Linked DNA regions of Mus musculus: region 2 is linked to region 1. Evidence: chromatin contacts called from public Micro-C data. All regions are on one chromosome and are shown on one strand. Each heading gives the region's core, a stretch centred on a gene start, on an enhancer-like site or on the middle of the called end of the contact. The rest is flanking DNA. Distances are from core to core; before and after follow the strand shown. Region 1 has its middle 44 kb from the start of Lhx1os. Region 2 has its middle 19 kb from the start of 1700109G15Rik.

Region 1 (4,169 bases), core at 518-3,017:
TTTATAGTAGGTCCTTATGGAGGACTCCTGTTTTGTGGCCTGATCCAAGAATCGCTTCATAAGTAAATCCAGATGATGTCACCAGCCCAGAAGTGGCAAAAAATAAACAGTCCTTGGGTGCCTCCAGACTCAACCCAAAGCAGTGGCAGATGACAAATCCATGTGTTCTTACCCCATCAACGCAGTGTGCCTCTAGATCCCAGATACCCATGTTATGTAACGGGACCTCTGCTGTTGAAACAGTTTCTCCCCACATTTTACAGTTGAGGAGAGAGTAAGCTGGAGGAGGGGCAGATGAAACCAAGAAGCCTGATCCCCCTGAGCACGGCTCAACCCACTCCAGCTGGCTCAGGTTGGCATGAAGATCTCATACAACCCCAGCCAACACCACCTCCCCGCCCCCCAACACTCGTGGTTTTTGGAAGTGTGTTATGGTCTAGGCAAAGGGGTTCAAAAACTTCTAAACCTTCTCTCTAAACCTTCCTTTTCTATTACTCCTCAAATGGAGCTTAGAATTATATGAAGACCCCTGTTGCTTTCCAGGGTTAGAGAAGGGAGTTGGAGGGTGAGCTGGGAGGGAAACCTCCAGCCTCAGCTGCCCTGGGGGCTTAAGAGGAGGGTGTGATTTTTCTCTTGCTTAGACAAAGGCTGAGGCTGAGGCATCTGTCAGCCCACTCTTGTGTCTCACAGCTGCTCTGACAGTCAGACCCAAGGCAGGTGCCAGTTTGGAGAGGGAGGGGAAACCGGGTCCGAGTGCTCACTCCGATCCCCCCCCCACGCCCCACCGCACCCTTCCCACGCATGCGCATGCGTATGCACGAGATGCCTCCTGTTGCCCGGCCCAGTCTCAGTAAGCTTTCCCTGTATTATCGGGATACCTCCCACCTCAACAAACATGACCCACTGCCCCTCCCCATGTACTTGTCCCTCCAAGCCCTGCTGCCAAGCACCCTTGGACACCTTTACACAGCCAAGCGTTAGCTAGGAGGGGAGGGGTTGTCGTCAGTGTAGGGGGCCTTTGTGCCTGATGAGCTTCAGAGCTCCATGTCTCGCTCAGAGCTTCTCTTCCTGGGGCCAAGCGCTCAGACTAACACACAGGCATGTTCCCGTACATTTCTGCCTCCATGCTCAACGTATGCATACACCTCCTGGAGAGCCTCATGACAGGTTAGATGTATTTCCACGCAGAACAGTTAGAACTCTGCACTCACCATTCCTTCCAAACATATGTATCGATGTATATCTTTATTTAACTCTTATTAAACACCCCGTTCCCCTACTAAAAGGAGCGGTTTTTACTGCTGAGACTTCTCCATTTAGACGAGTCATTATAAAAAATCTACTACTGACCACATATTTTAGAGTTAATTCTATAAGCAGGAGAATATAGTCGAGAGAGTTGGGGGTGGGGCTCTGGTGGGCTTCCCCATTAGCAAGATGACGCAGGAGGAAAAAGAATAGTTCTGGGAAAGATGCTCAGTGGAGGGGGAAATGTATAAATTTCATACAAAGATGCTTCTAGGCCCCTCCCTGGTGCAGTCCGCTTGACCTCCTCCCCACTCCCAATCTCCCAGATGCCTCCTTCTTTTGCTCCCTGCCTGTCCCAGGCCTCCCCCGTCCCTGCAACACCCCCCCAGCCCTCCCCAGGGCCCCCTCCTCAGATGCAATCCCCCTGCTGTAATTTCTAGGGGAATTGCTTCATCTCGGGTGCAGATATATTTGTGTCAAGGTGCAGCTGCACAGATAGCCTTCCTCTATGCATAGTAAGAGGGTTGCGGAGAGAGAGGTTGTGCCCAGAGCAAGCCCTTATCAGAGCAAGCTGCCTGCCATTTATCTGATTCCCCATCAAATAGGAAAACGGGCCTCAGGCTGCTGCTTCCACTTTCCTTGGGAAAGCCATGGGGGGAATAATAATTTACTCCAATCTTTTTGTTTCCAGCGCTCACCTTCAGCCTGACACAGCCCTGGATTTCTCCACCCCGCCCCCCTTGCTCCCAGCTACACTGGCCTAAGGGTACTGAGTTGATCTGTAGCCCCTAGGGCTCCACCTCAGGGACAACACCCCCACCCCCCAGAAATGCCCTTGCTGGTTGAATGGACCTGCATAATGGATTGGCACAGGCTGGAGAAGATAGCCTTTGGCATCAGGGATAGTAGAAATGGAGGAGGGGGAGCAGGGACCCAGGGGGGAGTCGGGGGCGTTGGGCCTGGCTGCAGGGGGCCTGGTTTTCTTCCCAGCCCCCACGTGTGCATCAGATCCCCCATGAACACACACACACACACACACACACACACACACACACACACACACACACATACACACACACACACACACACACACACACACACACACACGTTTGTCAGACTTGACCCTGTGTGTCTCCTTGTATGTGGACTCATCGGCACCTTTATCTATGGATGTCTGTCCATCTGTCTGTCTATCTGCGTCTGGAATGAAGATGAATGAAGCACAGGAGTGCTTTCTGTTTGATGTCACAGACTTGGACCTCCCATCTCAGTTCACAGTCCCAACAGCCAAGAACAAGCTCAAGACAAGATGACAGGGACTAGAGGGAGGGAGCAGTGGGTGAGGGAGCCGTCCCACCCAGATGGGCCTGGCTGCCGGTTGGTGTCTTGCTTCAGTCTCCCTGGCAGCCCATCTGGTACAGGAGCTGCAAGAGGTGGGCCATTGGGAGGGAGCTGATCCCTGCAGGCTCGCTGTAAATCACAGTTATGTGGCCTGGGGGCAAGGGGTAGGCAGGGGGCAGGGGGCAGGGAACAGCCCCTGCTGTACACACACACAGGGTAAGGCACAGAGGCCAGGGTCAGGTGCCGCTGTAAATCGTCACCTAAATGTTTCCAAGCAAAGGCTAATCAGGAGAAAGTGACAGAACACACCCAGGCTCAGCCTGGCTCCCGTAGGCACACAGCTATGCAAGTACATGCGTGCCCACAAATGCAAAAACATGCAGGGGCATGATTTGCATATAGAGCTGTTTGTACAAGGGTGCCACACCCATACCTGGGTGCTCAAAGTCACACATGATTCGTACACACAGATTCCCAGAGCCTTTTACCTCTCATGTTCCTTTAAACCCAGGGCACAAAGATCTACCAAATGAACCTCAGTGTCTGCATATGTTCACAGGCAGGTAGGCAAATGTCGAACGGACAGAAGGAAAAAGCCCCCACCTGCTGTGTTCCTAAAGATACAGGCATGCCCAGTGGAACTCTTCCCTCGACAGTCCTGAGTCCAGTACCTGTGTTCACCTTGGAGCCTTCATTCCGTGGAACAGCTATTTTCAGAAGCGAAGTGTTTGATCTCTCCCTGCATCCCCGCTGAAGCTCATTTGTTTGTTCATTTGTCCACCCTCAGGAACCACCCTGTGTCAGGCACTGAGTTAGACAGGATGCTCCATCCAAATCTGATAGGGAGCATGGTTGCTCACAGCCATAACCCCAGCATTTGAGAGACTGAGACAGAAGGATCACTGGTTCAAAGTTGGTCTGGACCATATAATAAAGCAAAACAAAAAGAAGAGTAGAGATATCTCTCAGAGTCCTAGCGAAGTATGCCAAAGCCCTGGGTTTGATCCTCCAACATAGCTCAAAACTGGCCATGGTGGCACATGCCTGAAGTCTCAACACTAAGAAATAGGGGGCGAAGGGTCAGGAGTTTGAAGTCATCATTGGCTACTCGGAGAATTCAAGGACAGCCTGAGATACAAGAAACAGTTTCCAAAGCTAAACAGAGACACAAAATCTAGCAGAGAAAAGAGACAAGAGAGTAGATGGTGGGAATTGTACAGGAGAGGCACGTCCAGGGAGGTAGGAACACAAGAAGACTTTCTGGGACAGCCAGTTAAGCCAAGGTCTAAGGGTGAGTGGGAGCCGGTTAGGTAGAGTGGTTGGAGAGAGAGAAGAAATGCTGGGTCCTAGCAGTTAAGGTCTATGGAGCAGCAGATGCTGGGGCTAGCTCACAGGTGCTTAGCTGCTTGATGTGCCAACCGTGTGACTGCTCTTCTTTACCTGAACCCCACGGGAGGCCCTCAGCTTGGCTTTCTGGAGGTTTCCCTGGCATGCTCTCTCCTCACTTTCCACACAATGCAGATGCTTGGTCAAGGGAAGACCTAGGCTTTCCAGCAGAGGCCATTGCCAAGTTGTGAGCA
Region 2 (4,169 bases), core at 495-2,994, 130 kb before region 1:
ATACTCAAGAGCCACCACCTCACACCGTACCAGGGTGAAGATGGGAGATGCCAGCTTCTAACGTCGCCCTAAGACGAACTAGTTTTTCTATGTTGTTGGATGCAACAGGGGGCCAGCTGGAATGACTAAAGATGACCACAGTGTGGGGGTAGAGTGAACATTTAGGGACACTGGCTGCTCTGAGCATGCCCAGACTCGGGGGTCTCCTCTTTAATTCTATTGATAAAGGTCCCTAGGCAGGTTTCTTTAACCTGGTGAATTTTCAGTTCTGTCAAAATGATCTGATCTTGCGAAAGAGCTCCCTTTCTAGGCAGTGTTCTTGCCTTCATTGAGAGAGAGAGAGAGAGAGAGAGAGAGAGAGAGAGAGAGAGAGAGAGAGATTGTACTCGTGCCTTAATCTCACTTACTGATGTCAACTAGAAGCTGGAGGGCTGAAGTCTCGGTTTTCAGTAGGGAGTCCTGCCCTTGCCCCTGACCCTAGGGCATGATCCTCCCGCCCTGGAAGCTTGCAGTCTGCTAGGAAATAAAAGCTGTGCTCCTTTCATAAGACTTGAACCCTGCTCTCAGGAGAAGAAGGAACAAGCAGGAGGGGAGGGAAGAGGAAAAGTGCCACCAGGCCTTGATAAAACATATCCTAGGAAAGAGGCTTCCTATGGGCAGACAACTGCCACCTCCCAGGAACAGGAACAAAACCCTGACCCCAGTGGCTACACCTTTAACCCTTAGATGGGCCAAATGGGCTCTGGACTGTGTGTGTTCCCTACTGGGCTGGTAAGGGGGATACTATTAAGATCTCAGAGGTCAAGAGACTAAACCAGCAGCAAAGTTGGTGTCAGCCCTTCTCTCTCTCTCTCTCTCTCTCTCTCTCTCTCTCTCTCTCTCGACCCCCCCTCCCCATCACACCCCCCACCCCCCAGCCTCCAGCCCCATCCTCTTCTCAACCCACACCTCCTCCCTTTTCCATTTGGAAGGAGGCTTGCCGCCTTTGTATTTTAACTGTAGCAAAAAGATTAAATTGTTTACGAGCCGGGAGCTTCGGCTGGCTGGATGAGCCGGAAGAGACAAAGATAGACATTCTAATTCTCCCCTGTTCTCTGGGCCTCCGTCCCCCTGGCTGCTGCTAATTCTTTTATCTGCCCCCAACACTCCAGGCATTATGTGCATTCATAAAAAAAGGTGGGGGGGTGGGACGGAGAGAGCCCTCGCCGAAGCCAGCAAAATTACTGTTCTCTGCGCAGCTTCTCCGATAGCAATCTCTTGAATGCTTGATTACTTCGCCCCCTCTCCTGTGCCCCCTCCCCCCTTCCCCAGCACCCAACATAAGTTGGTCTTTAACCCTTTATCTTTAGCAAGCAGAAAGACACGGAAAACATCTCACTCAGTGGGTGGAAAAAAAAGCGTTGGGGGGGGTGCTTTGTGGATGGGGGAAAAAACTAGCACAGAGAAGAATTACTGTTATCTTCCCACCAGAAGAGGGACAGCAGAGATAAGGGAAGCCTGAAGAATTAAAAGAAACGTAGCGTTGGGGGCTCTAAATTCACGCCGAAGCTGGTTGTATTTGTCTGTCACAGGGGTTCATAATTTTCCGGGGTTGTTTTGATAGACTTATTGTGCGGACTGCATAGAAAACTCATCAGCATTTGTTGCCTGTGAGCATTATTGTCAGAGGTAACTGCGTGTCTATAGACTGGGGGAGATAATGGCTGAAGTCGAAAGCAGATAAAGCCGGGCTCTTCTCATTAAGGACTATCTCGGCCTCCGCAGACCGGCTGGGATTGAGTGACTGGGGCCTGGTGCGGGGCATACATTATGCCCGTCGAAGCAGGAGCAGAAGGCAGCCTCATTCCACCGGCAGCCTGCTGCACGGTGGCCCCTGATGAATGGCCCGACAAGGGCTGTGTGGTCAGGGCACCCTGGCTAGGCTTTTGGAAGGAGCCTGCAGTGTGTTCATCGCGAGGGTGGGAGCAGGGGCTTCCCTTCTGTTTGCTGAGCACCAGGGTTTTGTGGCAGAGCCACGTCAGGAAGTGGTGACAATGCGGGTAGGCTTTTGGATCCATTCTGACATTGTTACAGATGAGGAAAATTGAGGTCTGAAGAAAGGATTGCTATACCCACTAAGGGAGGTCAGAGTGGGGTCCTGGGACCCTGGGGTCTTCAGAAGGGTACTTCAGACGTGTCCTACTGGAGTTGCTGAGAGATGCTAGCATATCGTATTCTGGGACAAGGTCCATGTAGGGGTGTAAGAGGGATCACACCTGGGACCCATGTGTCCTGCCTCTCTCCCTTCCTTTAGCATTCTTCAAAAACTTTGTATAACTCTTATTTATTTGTGTGTGTACACACATGAGCATGTATGTATGTGTCTGCATGTGTGTGTATACATGTATGTGCACATGTCATACAACATCCATGTGAGAGAACAGATGCCAACTTATTGTTTTTGTTTGTTTTTGCCTAGAGTGGGGGCAGTATGTGAGGAGGGCTGACACAGGGTTTTACAATGTCGCTGGGATTGTCATTTAATTTCCTATGTAACACTTGTCGGCCTCAAGCTTCAGATCCTGCCAGCTCCCTGACTGCTAGGATGACTGGTGTGGACCTTGGTCCTCAGTCACCATTTCTTTGAGTATCCATGAAGAGTCAGACTCTCTGGACCACTATGATCACACAAGTGAGAACTAGGTGCAGACCATCTGGCCATCTTCCTCTCTCTGTTGCCCAGGGTACCCCCTCCTCTGTCCTACTTCCCACCCACCCTAAATGAAGCCAGCCAAAGGAAGTGGGTAAACAGAGGCAGAGAGGCTCACTGCATTCCAAAGACAGGGACCAAGCCACTGAGTAGAAGAAGGGTCAGACTTTGGGCTCTAGGTAGCTTGGGGAGACGGCCTTCTTTGGCCCTCTGTGAAGTAGGGCTGATACTCTGGTATATAGAGAGGCTACAAAACCTCATAAGATGGCGTCCCTAGGAATTTTGTGAGCACAGGGTCTGCACTAAGAACTCAGCATCCCTACCACCCTCTAGACAGTGACTGTTCCATGGGGCCTTGTAGGTCCAGCATTCCCTTGTTCATCTAACTCAGTGGTCCTGAACCTTCCTGATGCTGTGACTGACCCCTTTAATACAGCAGTTCCTCATGTTATGGTGACCCCCCCCACGGCAAAATTATTTTCATTTCTACTTCAGAACTGTAATTTTGCTACTGTGATGAATTGTAACATAAATAATTTTGGAGATAAAGGTTTGCCAACAGGGTTGCGGCCCACAGGTTGTGAAACTGCTGACCTAATTCAAGGCGGGGGGCTCCAGGGAATGGTATCTAAGTTATAAATGGAGGTTTTAGTTTGGACTTTACTCCTACAGGGTGAAAACCTTGGCACTGCTGGGACACCCTCTCGGTTGCCTTGCAAGAAACTGAGGCCCCAGGAAGGAGCCTGCCCAGGTCCAGAGGGACTTTAAAAAGCTGTCGCTGGGCGTGGTGGCACACACCTTTAATCCCAGCACTCGGGAGGCAGAGGCAGGCGGATTTCTGAGTTCGAGGCCAGCCTGGTCTACAAAGTGAGCTCCAGGACAGCCAGGGCTATACAGAGAAACCCTGTCTCGAAAAAACAAAAAAACAAAACAAACAAACAAACAAAAAAGCTGTCTACCCAGTGGCAAGGAGGTGCCTTCCTTCCCAGCACTCTGCCTTCTGGCTGCTGTGGCCTAGGAGGCTGCCAGGCAGAAGAGCGCACTGGTGCATGCAGCATAGGGGACATAGAGGTCCCCAAGCCCTGCCACTGGGCTAGGAGGCCCTGAGCTCATAGCTGAGGCCATTCCGGTCTACAGCTCTCTCAAAAATGCCTTGGTAAACCTAGGCAGTGAGGGCACTTTTAGCCAGTGACCGATCTCCACCATTTTGGTTGATGGAAGTGTCCCCAGCATGGAGACTTACTGATGGGGAGGATGGGGCGGAAGAGCACCCCGGGGCATATTAGGGACTATAGAGGGTCTCCCTGGGGGTCACTGGCAAGGAGGGTGCTTTAACGCTTGGGAGCCATCCTGCCCCTTGAGGACTAGGGAGGAGAGTCAACCCAGTGTAAATGCTGGCAAACAACTAGGTGGAAGGGGAGAGCTAGGGAATGCTGGAGTGCAGAGGAGGGGCCGTTTGAATCTAGCCAAGCCGTGGAAC

Evidence for each region. A called contact is a pair of places that touch in the nucleus more often than the background predicts.
Region 2: a Micro-C map of the G1E-ER4 cell line shows a contact between it and region 1. The contact joins two enhancer-like sites. A contact is called at or near these places in 3 of 484 Hi-C or Micro-C datasets (the G1E-ER4 cell line and pancreatic cancer cells), 7 of 115 datasets of contacts at active chromatin or transcription factors (differentiating embryonic stem cells, embryonic basal ganglia, embryonic forebrain and 1 more) and 1 of 9 other capture datasets (liver).

Annotation. Positions count from the first base shown.
Region 1 is chr11:84,567,204-84,571,372 of GRCm38.p6, reverse strand. No RefSeq gene overlaps it. Among named protein-coding and RNA genes, the nearest start is that of Lhx1os, 44 kb to the right of the region's middle. Within about 2 kb of position 1,767, at least 13 of the 459 cell types and tissues checked have an H3K27ac peak or open chromatin away from gene starts, as enhancers often do. A contact at or near this core is called in the G1E-ER4 cell line, where this site is marked.
Region 2 is chr11:84,699,051-84,703,219 of GRCm38.p6, reverse strand. No RefSeq gene overlaps it. Among named protein-coding and RNA genes, the nearest start is that of 1700109G15Rik, 19 kb to the left of the region's middle. Within about 2 kb of position 1,744, at least 23 of the 459 cell types and tissues checked have an H3K27ac peak or open chromatin away from gene starts, as enhancers often do. A contact at or near this core is called in the G1E-ER4 cell line, where this site is marked.